Linked DNA regions of Pan troglodytes: region 1 is linked to region 2. The links are chromatin contacts, called in public Hi-C maps. All regions are on one chromosome and are shown on one strand. Each heading gives the region's core, a stretch centred on a gene start, on an enhancer-like site or on the middle of the called end of the contact. The rest is flanking DNA. Distances are from core to core; before and after follow the strand shown.

Evidence for each region. Hi-C and Micro-C count contacts between places; a contact is called where the count stands out from the background.
Region 1: a contact with region 2 is called in a Hi-C map of stem cell-derived neural progenitor cells, with 2.7 times the contacts expected there. The contact joins the enhancer-like site here to the promoter of INTS4 in region 2. A contact is called at or near these places in 2 of 7 Hi-C or Micro-C datasets (blood and stem cell-derived neural progenitor cells) and 1 of 1 datasets of contacts at active chromatin or transcription factors (stem cell-derived excitatory neurons).

Annotation. Positions count from the first base shown.
Region 1 is chr9:80,070,017-80,075,460 of NHGRI_mPanTro3-v2.0_pri, forward strand. No RefSeq gene overlaps it. Among named protein-coding and RNA genes, the nearest start is that of THRSP, 17 kb to the right of the region's middle. Within about 2 kb of position 2,120, at least 12 of the 24 cell types and tissues checked have an H3K27ac peak or open chromatin away from gene starts, as enhancers often do. A contact at or near this core is called in stem cell-derived neural progenitor cells, where this site is marked.
Region 2 is chr9:80,018,682-80,024,730 of NHGRI_mPanTro3-v2.0_pri, forward strand. INTS4 (integrator complex subunit 4) reads right to left here and starts at 2,231. Exons shown (of 23, transcript XM_003313222.6): 1 at 1,725-2,231. The coding sequence starts at 1,778.

The DNA of each region.
Region 1 (5,444 bases), core at 870-3,369, 51 kb after region 2:
AATCTGCCTGGCACCTAGCAGGGTGTGGAGGGGCTGCTAGGCAGGGGCTGCACTGCCAGCTGTGTGCTTCCTGTGACCCACATGTGGACCCCGCAGAAAAATCTTCCTGAAAAGGACCTGGGGGAAGAGAGCTTCTATCTAGGGGTGAGGGGACTCTGGCAGAATGAGACTGGAGGTGTGAGGAGGGTTGTAGTAGCTGAGGGGCAGTAAGTGAGTATAACCCCCAGTAGGTTCTTCCGCCCACTGCACAGAGAAAACCAATTCACTGAGACCACGCAGCATTGTAATAAAGATATAGTTTAATTGCCACAAGGCCAGCCATGCCGCACAGGAGACGGAGTTATTTCTCAAATTGTTAGCAGTAGTGAATCTGTACGGGTCTGTAGTAACCTCCATTCTTGCCTCCTCAGAGGAAAGAATTAGTCGGAGGGGCATAAGGCAGAGGGAGTGACCAAGGCAAGTTTTAGAGCAGGAGTGAAAGTTTATTAAAAAGTTTTAGAGCAGGAACAAAAGGAAGTAAAGTACACTTGGAAGAGGACCAAGCAGGTGACTTGAGAGATCCTTGTCCGGTTTGACATTGGACTTGAAGCTTTATACCTTGGCATGCTTCCGGGGTTTTGCGCCTCCCCTCCCTTGATATTTCCTTGGTGCGGGCTGTCCACATGCACAGTGGCCTGCCAGCACTTGGGAGGGGCCCGCATGTGTAGTATGTTTACTGAAGTTGTTCACATGCTCATTTCAGGCATTTTTCTCTTACCAGTCAAGTGTTCCTAGAGGAAGGTCACACACAAGTTAAGCTGTGCCATTTTGCCTCGTAGGTGTGAATGCTCAAGCCCACTCACCCAACTCCTGAGATCTTTTTTTGAGACAGGGTCTCACTTTGTCACCCAGGCTGGAGGGCAATGGCACAAACACAGCCCACTGCAGCCTTGACCTCCCAGGCTCAAGCAATCCTCTTGCCTCCGCCCTCAAGTAGCTGGGACTACCAACACATGTCACCACGCCCAGCTAATTTTTTTGTATTTTTTGTAGAGACAAGGTTTGCCATGTTGCCCAGAGTGGTCTTGAACTCCTGAGCTCAAGCAATTGCCTGCCTTGGCCTCCCAAAGTACCAATCTTAGGTTCTACGATAGTGATGTTATCTGCAGGAGTAATTGGGGAAGTTGCATATCTTCCCTCTGCCTCTGGAATAATGGTTGGCAATCGTTTATGTCTGCACCTTAGCAGAACTCAGGCTCAACATCCTCCTGACCTGGTTGGTCTTTCATTAGCTTTACAAAGGCAGTTGAGTTTTGGAGAAGGGCTGCTATCATTTAAACTATAAACTAAATGTCTTCCAAAGTTAGCTTGGCCTAAACCCAGCAGTGACCAAAGGCAGTTTGGAGGTTAAAGGCAAGATGAGGGTTGGTTAGATCAGATGTCTTTTGCGGCCCTAATTTTCTCACTGTTACAGTTTTTGCAAAGGCAGTTTCATAAGCAGCCCTGGGGGAGACAGCCCCTCTTTATAAGGGTACTACTGAGGAGAGATGTGAGGGTTTTCATAGCGCCCGTCAAAGTGCTCCCAAAAGCCCAGAGTACTCAGGTCCTCCTCAGACGTTGCTGCCCCTACCGCTTCTCCCCCACTCCATCCAGGTAGAGTCCGAGGCAGCCTGTGTAAGGGCAGGAGGAGCAGAAGAGCTGGGTGAGGACGCAGGGAGGCTGCCGGTCCTCTCCCCAGTCAGCAGGTGTCCCAGTTAGAGGCAGCCTCAGGAGGGGGCGTTTGCCAGAATAATGGCCTGCACTTAGACACAAGCTGGAATTACCTGACAGTAAACCGGGGAGGACTCCGAGAAAAGCGAGTGATCTGCCGAGATTTCCCCCAGAAACAGCAAAAAAGGAGTCCACAGAATCAGTTCGCAAGGGCAGGAGCAGGAAAGAAAGAGATCGGCTCAGTGCTTTTCCCTCCTAAGTCAAGCCCCTTTAGTAAACCAGCTACAGAACATCGACGCTGTCTATGTGGTGAGGGTGTCTTGGAAAGATGAGAGGATTTGACAATTGTGAGCCGGAAAGCTCGCATGTTGGCGGGAGGCCAGGGTCCCCGCAACTCCAGGCCTGGGCCTGCCCGGCAGCGCCCTCTGCTGGCCGGAGCCGCGACGGCGGGGGCCCCGCCTGAACCGGAGCCCTGAGCCTGGGGCTGGGAGTCCAACCTTCCCAGAGTCTGCAGTTCATTGGGGACAGGCATACATGCATGGATTGAGCCACCCACGATAAGAGGCGCACCTTGCAATGAGAGGAGAGCCTATCCTAAAGGGGAAGGGGGCTGATCTGGCGAAAATGTCAGCGCGGGGGCTGAGGCTGGACTTAAGGGGGCGAGGTTAGGAAGAGCTGAGCAAAGATTTGGAAGTTATGGTGGAGTTTGGGAGAGAGTGCAGGCATGCTGGAGAATCATCAGTATATATGTATGTATGTATCTTGCTATTTCATGCCTCTGAACTTTTGCTGAGGCTTGCATTTATTCCTAGAAAACATTTCTCACTTTTCCTTTTCTGTTGTTATAAGTACTTAATCTATTCAAAAATATTAGATGATGAATATATAAATATTCATGTAGCCATTACTAAGCTTGGGAAATAAGACCTAATGAATATAAAGTACTCATGTACGCTTCCCTTTTTCCCCTCCCTCCACCCAGATGGCTCCTTCAATTTGCTTTTTCATTCCAACGTTTAAGTTTGTGTTTACTACCTATGTAGGTATAAAGAATATACAGATACATGAAATCATAATTTTGGGGTTTTTTTTGAGACAGCGCATTGCTCTGTAGCCCAGGCTGGAGTGCTGTGGCAATGATCACGGCTCACTGCAGCCTTGACCTCCTGGGCACAAGCAATCCTCCTGCCTCAGCCTCTTGAGTAGCTGGGACCATAGGCGCATGCCACCACACCCAGCTAACTTAAATTTTTTGTAGAGATGGGGTCTCTTTATGCTGCCCAGGTTGCAAAAATATTTTTTAATAGAGATGGGGCCTCTCACTATGTCACCCATCTTGGTGTCAGACTCATGGCCTCAAGCAATCCTCCTACCCTGGCCTCCCAAAGTGCTAGGATTACAGCCCACCATACCCAGCCAGAAAAATTTTAATAGGTATATATTTTATTAAATATACTATATCCTGGCCAGGCACGGTGGCTCATGGCTGCAATCCTAGCACTTTTGGAGGCTGAGGTAGGGGCATCACTTGAGGCCAGGAGTTCAAGACCAGCCTGGACAATGTGACAAAACTTATATTTCTTTTTTTTTTTTTTTTTTTGAGACAGAGTCTCGCTCTGTTGCCCAGGCTGGAGTGCAGTGGCACAATCTCAGCTCACTGCAAGCTCCGCCTCCTGGGTTCACGCCATTCTCCTGCCTCAACCTCCCGAGTAGCTAAGACTACAGGCGCCTGCCACCACACCTGGCTAATTTTTTGTATTTTTAGTAGAGACGGGGTTTCACCATGTTAGCCAGGATGGTCTCGATCTCCTGACCTCATGATCCGCCTGCCTCGGCCTCCCAAAGTGCTGGGATTACAGGCGTGAGCCACTGTGCCCAGCCAAATTATATTTCTTGTCTCTACAAGAAATAAAAAAATTAGCTGGACTTGGTGGCACATGCCGGTAGTCCCAGCTACTCGGGAAGGCTGAGGTGGGAGAATCCTTTGAGCCTGGGAAGTTGAGGCTACAGCAAGCCGTGATTATGCCACTGTACTCCAGCCTGGGTGACAGAGTGAGATCTTGACTCAAAAAAAACAAAACAGGCCAGGTGCAGTGGCTCATGCCTATAATCCCAACACTTTGGGAGGCCGAGGCAGGCAGATCACCTGAGGTCAGGAGTTCCAGACCAGCCTGACCAACATGGTGAAACCCCGTCTCTACTAAAAATACAAAAATTAGCTGGGTATAATGGCTCACGCCTGTAATCCTAGCTACTCGGGAGGCTGAGGCAGGAGAATCACTTGAACCTAGGACGCAGAGGTTGCAGTGAGCTGAGATTGCACCACTGCACTCCAGCCTGGGCGACAGAGTGAGACTCCATTTCAAAACCAAAAACAAACAAAAAAATAAAATAATAAAATAAAAACAAAACAAAAATACAAGGCACCAAAGCAAGGTAACAGGCGCCTGCAGTCTGAGCTAATGAGGAAGCTGAAGTGGGAGGATGGTTTGAGCCTTGGAGCTTGAGACCGGCCTAGGCAACATCGCGAGACTTCATCTCAAAAAAGAAAGAAAAAAATACCATGGCATGTAAAAACAAAATTGAAAGGGATGAGTGTGGTAGGCACAATAATGGCCCCCAAAGATGCCCCCTTCCTAATTCCTGAACCTGTAAATGTTAGGTTACATGGCAAAGGGAAATTAAGGGGGCAGATGGAGTTAAGATTGCTAATCAGCTAACCTTAAGATGGAAAGATTATCCTGAATTATCCAGCAGTACCCAATGTAACTGGAAGAGGGAGAACCAGAGAGGCAGCATGAAAAGGTGTTCCTGGCTTTGAACACAGAGGAAAAGATTACAAGCCAAAGATTGCAGGCAGCCTCTAGGAGCCAGAAAAGACAAGGAACGAATTCTCCCCAGAGCCTCCAGAAAGGAGGGCAGCCCTGCTGACCCCTTGATTTTACGCTGGTGAGACCCATGTTGGACTTCTGACCTCCAGGATTATAAGGTAATAAGTGTCTGTTGCTTTAAGCCCCTAGGTTTGTGTTCATCTGTTACAACAGCAATACAAAATTAATACAAGGAGCGTGACCGGCGGCGAATCCGTATGGGTCTGCCGCAACCTCAGTTCTTGGCTCCTCAGCAGAAAGAATTCGACTGAGGCACATAAGGCAGAAGGAGAAACCGAGACAAGTCTTAGAGCAGGAGTGAAAGTTTATGAAAAGCTTTAGAGCAGGAAAGGAAAGAAAGTACACTTGGGGCTGAGTGTGGTTGCTCACGCCTGTAATCCCAGCACTTTGGGAGGCTGAAGCGGGTAGATCACGTGAGGTCAGGAGTTCAAGACCAACCTGGCCAACATAGTGAAACCCAGTCTCTAATAAAAACACAAAAATCAACCGGGTGTGGTGGCACGTGCCTGTAATCCCAGCTACTCGGGAGGCTGAGGCAGGATAATCGCCTGAACCTAGGAGTCAGAGGTTGCAGTGAGCCGAGATCGTGCCACTGTACTCCAGCCTGGGCGACAGAGCGAAACTCTGTTGCAAAAAAAAAAAAAAAAGAAAGTACACTTGGAAGAGGGTCAAGCCAATGACTTGAAAGCCAAGCCAAGTGCACTGTTTAACCTTTTGACTTGGGGATTTATACATTGGCAAACTTCTGGGGTCTTGTGTCCCTTCTCCCCCTATTCTTCCCTTGGGGCTGGCTACCGGCATGTGCAGAGGCCTGCTAGTGCTTGGGAGGGGAGCATGCGCAGTGTGTTTCCTGGAGTTGTGCAC
Region 2 (6,049 bases), core at 981-3,480:
CCTCATCTTTTCAGCAGAGAAAAAAGAACAGAAACACTAAGATCTCATTTAATCACTTTATGTTAACAACTGATGAAAAATTAAGTGAAGAAATTAGCTCTTCCCTTAAAATTCTTAGCCATTTCTATCCTAGTCCTCTCAAACTCAGTTTTCAGTCTTATCGAAGCTGTAGTTAGGTCAAAAGCTAGGAATTTTTTCCCTAAGTATTATATAAGGGAGAGGACAACCAATATCAACTGTCATTCAACAACCAATAACACTTTAGTGAGCCAGGCCCTATTGTCCATCTCCAGGACACGGAGATGAGCCAGGCATTAGCTCTGCCATCAAGGACCTCCGACTGGTGGGAAGACAGGTACACCGGTAATTACAGCAGCACTGAACGAAAAGTACAAATAGATTAGTACCACAGAATGCTACAGAAACAGGTGAAGAAGAGACTAAGCTCTCGCTGAGGTTTCATTTGGGTCTTGAAGCACAAATGTTAAGTCCACTGGGTGGAGAACAAAAAGAAAGGGAAGAATGGCATGTATTCTGTGTAGAAGAGACAACCAGTGCAAGAGTTTTGAGATATGCAAACACAAGAATACATGGCATATCTGGTCATGTGAGGATGGGTGGAAGAGGGCTGAGCAGTCTTGGGAAATGGGAACAACAGAATGTTGGGAAGAGAGGAAATTACATTGTGCAACAGTGCTAATGTTCTTAATGCCACTGAACTTTATACTTAAAATTGTTAAAATTGTAAATTTTATATTATGTATTGACATATTTTGTATTATGTATTAACATATTTTAATGCTGGATGAATGAATCGATGTAAAGTTTAAGGATCAGTATCCTGCTGGATGCTCTAAGCCTTGCCACTCTACAAGTCTAAGGATCTAAGAATGCAACCAATGCACTGGTGTAAATTTGGGGGCATGTCAGGAATGCAGAATCTTGCCTCACCTCCTCTGCTTGACTTATCAAATAGAATCGACATTTGAACAACGTCCCCAGGTAATTTGTATACACATTAATATCTGAGAAATAGGACATCAGGATGATTTAGGATCAACCCTAGCAACATCTACGTGGAGACACATGGAGCATCACTGACTCCTGACAGGGACTCTACCCACCTGTCACAACTTCATGGTGAGGAAGGTACTGCCCTCCTTCCTAGGTGAGCTGTTCTACCAATAGAGAGCTCTTCCCCTATGAAGTCTGTGACCCCCGCCTGCTTAGACTGCGCCTGAAGGAATTCTATAGACCCTTCTTTCAGCCCCTTAGAACCTTGTGTATATTCCAACTGGTCCCTGGGAGGTTTTTTTTTGGAACGGGGCTGCGGGGAGGCTAGAAGGGGCTCTGCTGCTAACTGGCTGTATCCTCGTACCCCTCCGGAAGGCTCAATGTCCACATCTGGAAAACGAGGATGCTAATGTAACGCGATGGAGCAAAGTTGTGTGAGAGAATAAAATGAAATAACGGATAAGACAGTTTCGTAAATTAAAAAACACTGTTTCTCCTAATAATTTTTTAAAAATCCTGTCAGACTTCACATATTAATGACAACAGCGGCTGCAAACTAACACGCCCACTAACTTGCAATATCAGAGATTATCAACAAGTCAGCACTTAACACGGGCGTATGGAGCCTCTTCTGTTCCGGCAAAGTGCCTGGGATTTGGATAATCTACCCTGGTCCGGATCGGTTCTGGATCTTTCCCGCCAGAGCTTACCTGAACCACTTTCGTGAATTCCTCATAAACCCGCTTCTTAAGGTGCGCCGCCATGCCTACCCGCGGGCCCTCTCAGCTTCCGTACACTAGGAGGGAGGCGGGGGTGGACGGATCCGGAAAACTTGCGTAGGCGCGGGGGGTGGGTGGATGACTTGCCGAGATCCCACAAGGCAGTGAGATTTGGGGAAAGAGCGACCGCTTCCTGTTGCTCGACTGCCTCGCCACTGTACGGACTGATTTGGCGGCCTACGCCGGAAGAACGGAAATAAGAGCTTCGCTTGTGGGAGGCGGGGCCTCTGGCGGGAGGAGCTGAGACTGAAAGGGTGGGCAACCCAATGGGAGCTTTGGGAGGCTGGCTGGTGGCCTCGGAGTGGCTAAGAGACTAGCGCGGCGCGGCGCGAAGGGAGGGAGGGAGGAAGTACAGGTTAAAGGGCAGAGGCGGGGTGCTCCAGAGCTAGAGGCAAAACCCGGAGCTCTGTGAGGGGTTTACGACTCGTCAAAAAACTCAGAGGCTCGGCTGACTTTCCCATCATCCTTTGCTGTACACGATGCTGTTTGTAGGTTTCCTGAGCACTGCCTTTGTTCAAGCTGTGCGCCACCTCTCTTGTTTTGGGGTGCCTTTCCATACTTCCTTATTCCAGTTTTGCAAAAGCTGCCATCCTTTAAGGCATCAGTCCCTGCTCTGATAGCTATAGTACAGTAGAAGACTTCTGAGACCAAGGATAAAGCAACAAAGCTACAGACTACAGCTCTGGTTCTTGAGCAAATGGCTCAACTACAAATGCATTTATAATAACTAACCTGACAAAGATGTGACAATGGAGTGAAATAATGCAGGAACATTTTACAGACTGTAAGGTGTAGTGCACATGTTAGTGTCAGTAAATCCAAGGTCAAGTTTTACAACCTACATGAAACTAGCTGTTCATTATTTTGGTCTTTCAAAAGAATGTGGGCCAGGCGCGGTGGCTCATGCCTGTAATCCCAATACTTTGGCAGGCCGAGGCGGATGGATCACTTGAGGTCAGGAGTTCGAGACCAGCCTGGCCAACATGGGGAAACCCCGTCTCTACTAAAAATACAAAAATTAATCGGGGCATGGTGGCACACGCCTGTAATCCCAGCTTCTTGGGAGGTTGAGGCAGAAGAATCACTTGAACATGGGAAGCGGAGGTTGCAGTGAGCCAAGATCGCGCCACTGCACTCCAGCCTGGGCGACAGAGCGAGACTCCGTTATCAAAAAAAAAAAAAAAGAATTAATGTGGGATAGTTTAAAAAAAAAAAAGCAGGAGGCTGAGGTGGATACAGAGGACCCAAAAATAAACAAAAGATAGTATTTATCCTCAAGGCCCTACAATCTGAGAAGACAGACACCCAAACTGATGGTGACAGTGCAACTGAAATGTGCTGGGTAACGGGAATGAATGTGGTTCAAACAGACCTAATTTCTTCAGAGTGCCTCAGGGAAGGCTTTCCTAAAATTAGAGGAAACTGGGAGTGGTGGCTCACGCCTATAATCCCAGCACTTTGAGAGGCCGAGGCGGGCAGATCACCTAGTTCAGAAGTTTTGAGACCAGCCTGGGCAACATGGCGAAATCTACTTTAAAAATACAAAATTTAGCTGGGCATGATGGTGGCCCACGCCTGAAATCCCAGTTACTCTGGAGGCTGAGGCGGGAAAATCGCTTGGGCCTGGGATGTGGAGGTTGCAGTGAGCCGAGATCGAGCCACTGCACTCCAGCCTGGGCAACAGAGTGAGACCCTGTCTCCAAAAAAAAAAAAAAAAAAAAGGCTGGGCGTGGTGGCTCACCCCTATAATTCCAACACTTTGGGAGGCCGAGGCAGGCGGATCACCTGAGGTCGGGAGTTCGAGACCAGCCTGGCCAACATGGTGAAACCCCGTCTCTCCTAAAAATACAAAAACTAGCCGGGCGTCGGGGTGGGTGACTGTAATCCTAGCTACACGGGAGGCTGAAGCAGGAGAATCGTTTGAACCCAGGTGGCAGCGGCTGCAGTGCGCCGAGATCGGGCCTCTGTACTCCAGCCTGAGCAACAGAGCGAGACTCTGTCTCAAGAAAAAAAAAGAAAAAAAAAAAGGAAACTATTTCTAATGCAGCTTTAAAAGAATGAGTTTTTCCAGAAACAAAGGCATCCCAGACCGCCGAGATAAGATATACAAATATGTCAAGGGAAATGAAAAACATTTAGCAAACAGTACCTTTAATAAAGCTTAGCTGCTATTATTACCATTATCATATTCTATCAAATCTAAGCTGCCAGCAATTGTAAAATCAATATTTTATTTATTATGTTAAGAAAAGAAATGCTGAAATTAAATACAATGGTTTCTAATTGCTTAGATTTGTTATGCATACTTACAGAAACAGCTCTTTTTAACTTATTTAGACATAGATTTGTATCTTACCTCGCACTGCTGTTTCCATGTCTTCCTGTGCACATAAGAACTTTTTAATGCCAAATTATAGGGTAATCTATTTGGAGATATATTTAATAGTAATTTAAAATAACACATGTAATTCCAAAATTGCACAGAGCTCAGTCGAAGCAATGACACCATGAACTGCTACGACTCAGTATACATATGAGCGATTGGCCAACATCTCCTGATTTCGGAGACATTAAATGTGCATCATAGCATCAATGATACAGAGTATTATCATCGTTATTAAATACATGGCGGCCAGGTGCGGTGGCTCACACCTGTAATCCCAGCACTTTGGAAGACCAAGGTGAGAGGATAGCTTGAGCTCAGGAGTTGGAGACCAGCCTGTGCAACATGGTGAAAACCTATCTCTACCAAAAATACAAAAAATTAGCTGGGCGTGGTGGCATATGCCTGTAGTGCCAGCTACTCGGGAGGCTGAGGTAGGAAGATTGCTTGAGCCCGCTTGGCAGAGATTGCAGTAGCTGAGATCGCACCACTGCACTCCAGCCTGGGTGACAGAATGAGACCCTGTCTCAAAATAATAAATAAATAAATAAATAAATAAATAAATGCATGGCTTTAGGAAGGAGTTTGGTGCATTCCGAAAACCAAAGGAACTTCAGTTCATGTTGAAAGTTAAGTGCATGCAGGGAACAGAAGAAGCAATAAAAATAAAGTTGAGGCCAGGCATGGTGCCTCATGCCTGTAATCCCAGTACTTTGGGAGGTGGTAGGTGGGAGGATCCCTTGAGCTCAGGAGTTCCAGACCAGTCAGTGCAACAGAAAGAGACCCTGTCTCTATATTTAAAAAAAAAAAAAAAAAAAAAAAAAATTTATATGGAGTTTATCTCTGTCACCCAGGCTGCAGTGCAGTGGCACAATTGTGGCTCCCTGCAGCCTCGATCTCTGAGGTTCAAGCGATTCTCCTGCCTCAGCCTCATGAGTAGCTGAGATTACAGGCATGCGCCACCACACCCAGCTAATCTTTTTGCATTTTTAGTAGAGACAGGGTCTCACCATGTTGCCGAGGCTGGTCTCAAACTCCTGACCTCAAGTGATCTGCCCACCTCGGCCTCCCGAAGTGCTGGGATTACAGGCATGAGCCACCATGCCTGGCTATATAAATTTTTTTTAATTATAAATAAATAAATTTGAGAAGTTGGTATAGCCAACTTCTCAATGAGCCAGATTGGTATAGAAACAAGAACACACATTCTTTAATGTTGAATTGAAAAACCGTCTTTATTGTATTGATGCCATTTTCCTTTGACTTTTATTATTACTTATGAAAATACATTAAGGTTCACCTGTGAATGAATCCGTGAGGCTTCAGTCTTCTCTCTCTCTTGCATAACAGCAGCCCAACTTAGTAACTTCTTCTCTACCTGCTGGTTCAGAACAAGAGCCCCAGTGGTCTGGGGACAGTCTCATTACATGTCCAATGTAATGAACAATGACTATGTTCTCTAGGGCAACTGTTCCTCCCTTGGGGAGTAAGTATTCCAAACCTACTGAGCCCAAGAATTCATAAATGAATTATTAGGTGTAAAAGAGAGAGGAACTGCTCCTATCTCCACCCTTTGATACCCAGACCCATGTTCTAACTGTGGGAGAAGCAGTACTATATTTTAGCTGTTGGTATAAGGCATATGCCACAAACAGCAGCCCAAACTCACAATGTGTTGGCTCTTGACTAGCGCTATAACTGAATCTCCAAAAGGTTATTATTCTGCTTTATTATAGCACCTACATCTGAATGATAGGGTTCCTGGCAAGACCAAGAAGTTTCTTCACTACAATTTTCTCAGCATAAAATAAGCTCCTTAATCAGAAGCAATGTGTGGAGTACTATGATAATGAATGAGGCATCCATAGATGAT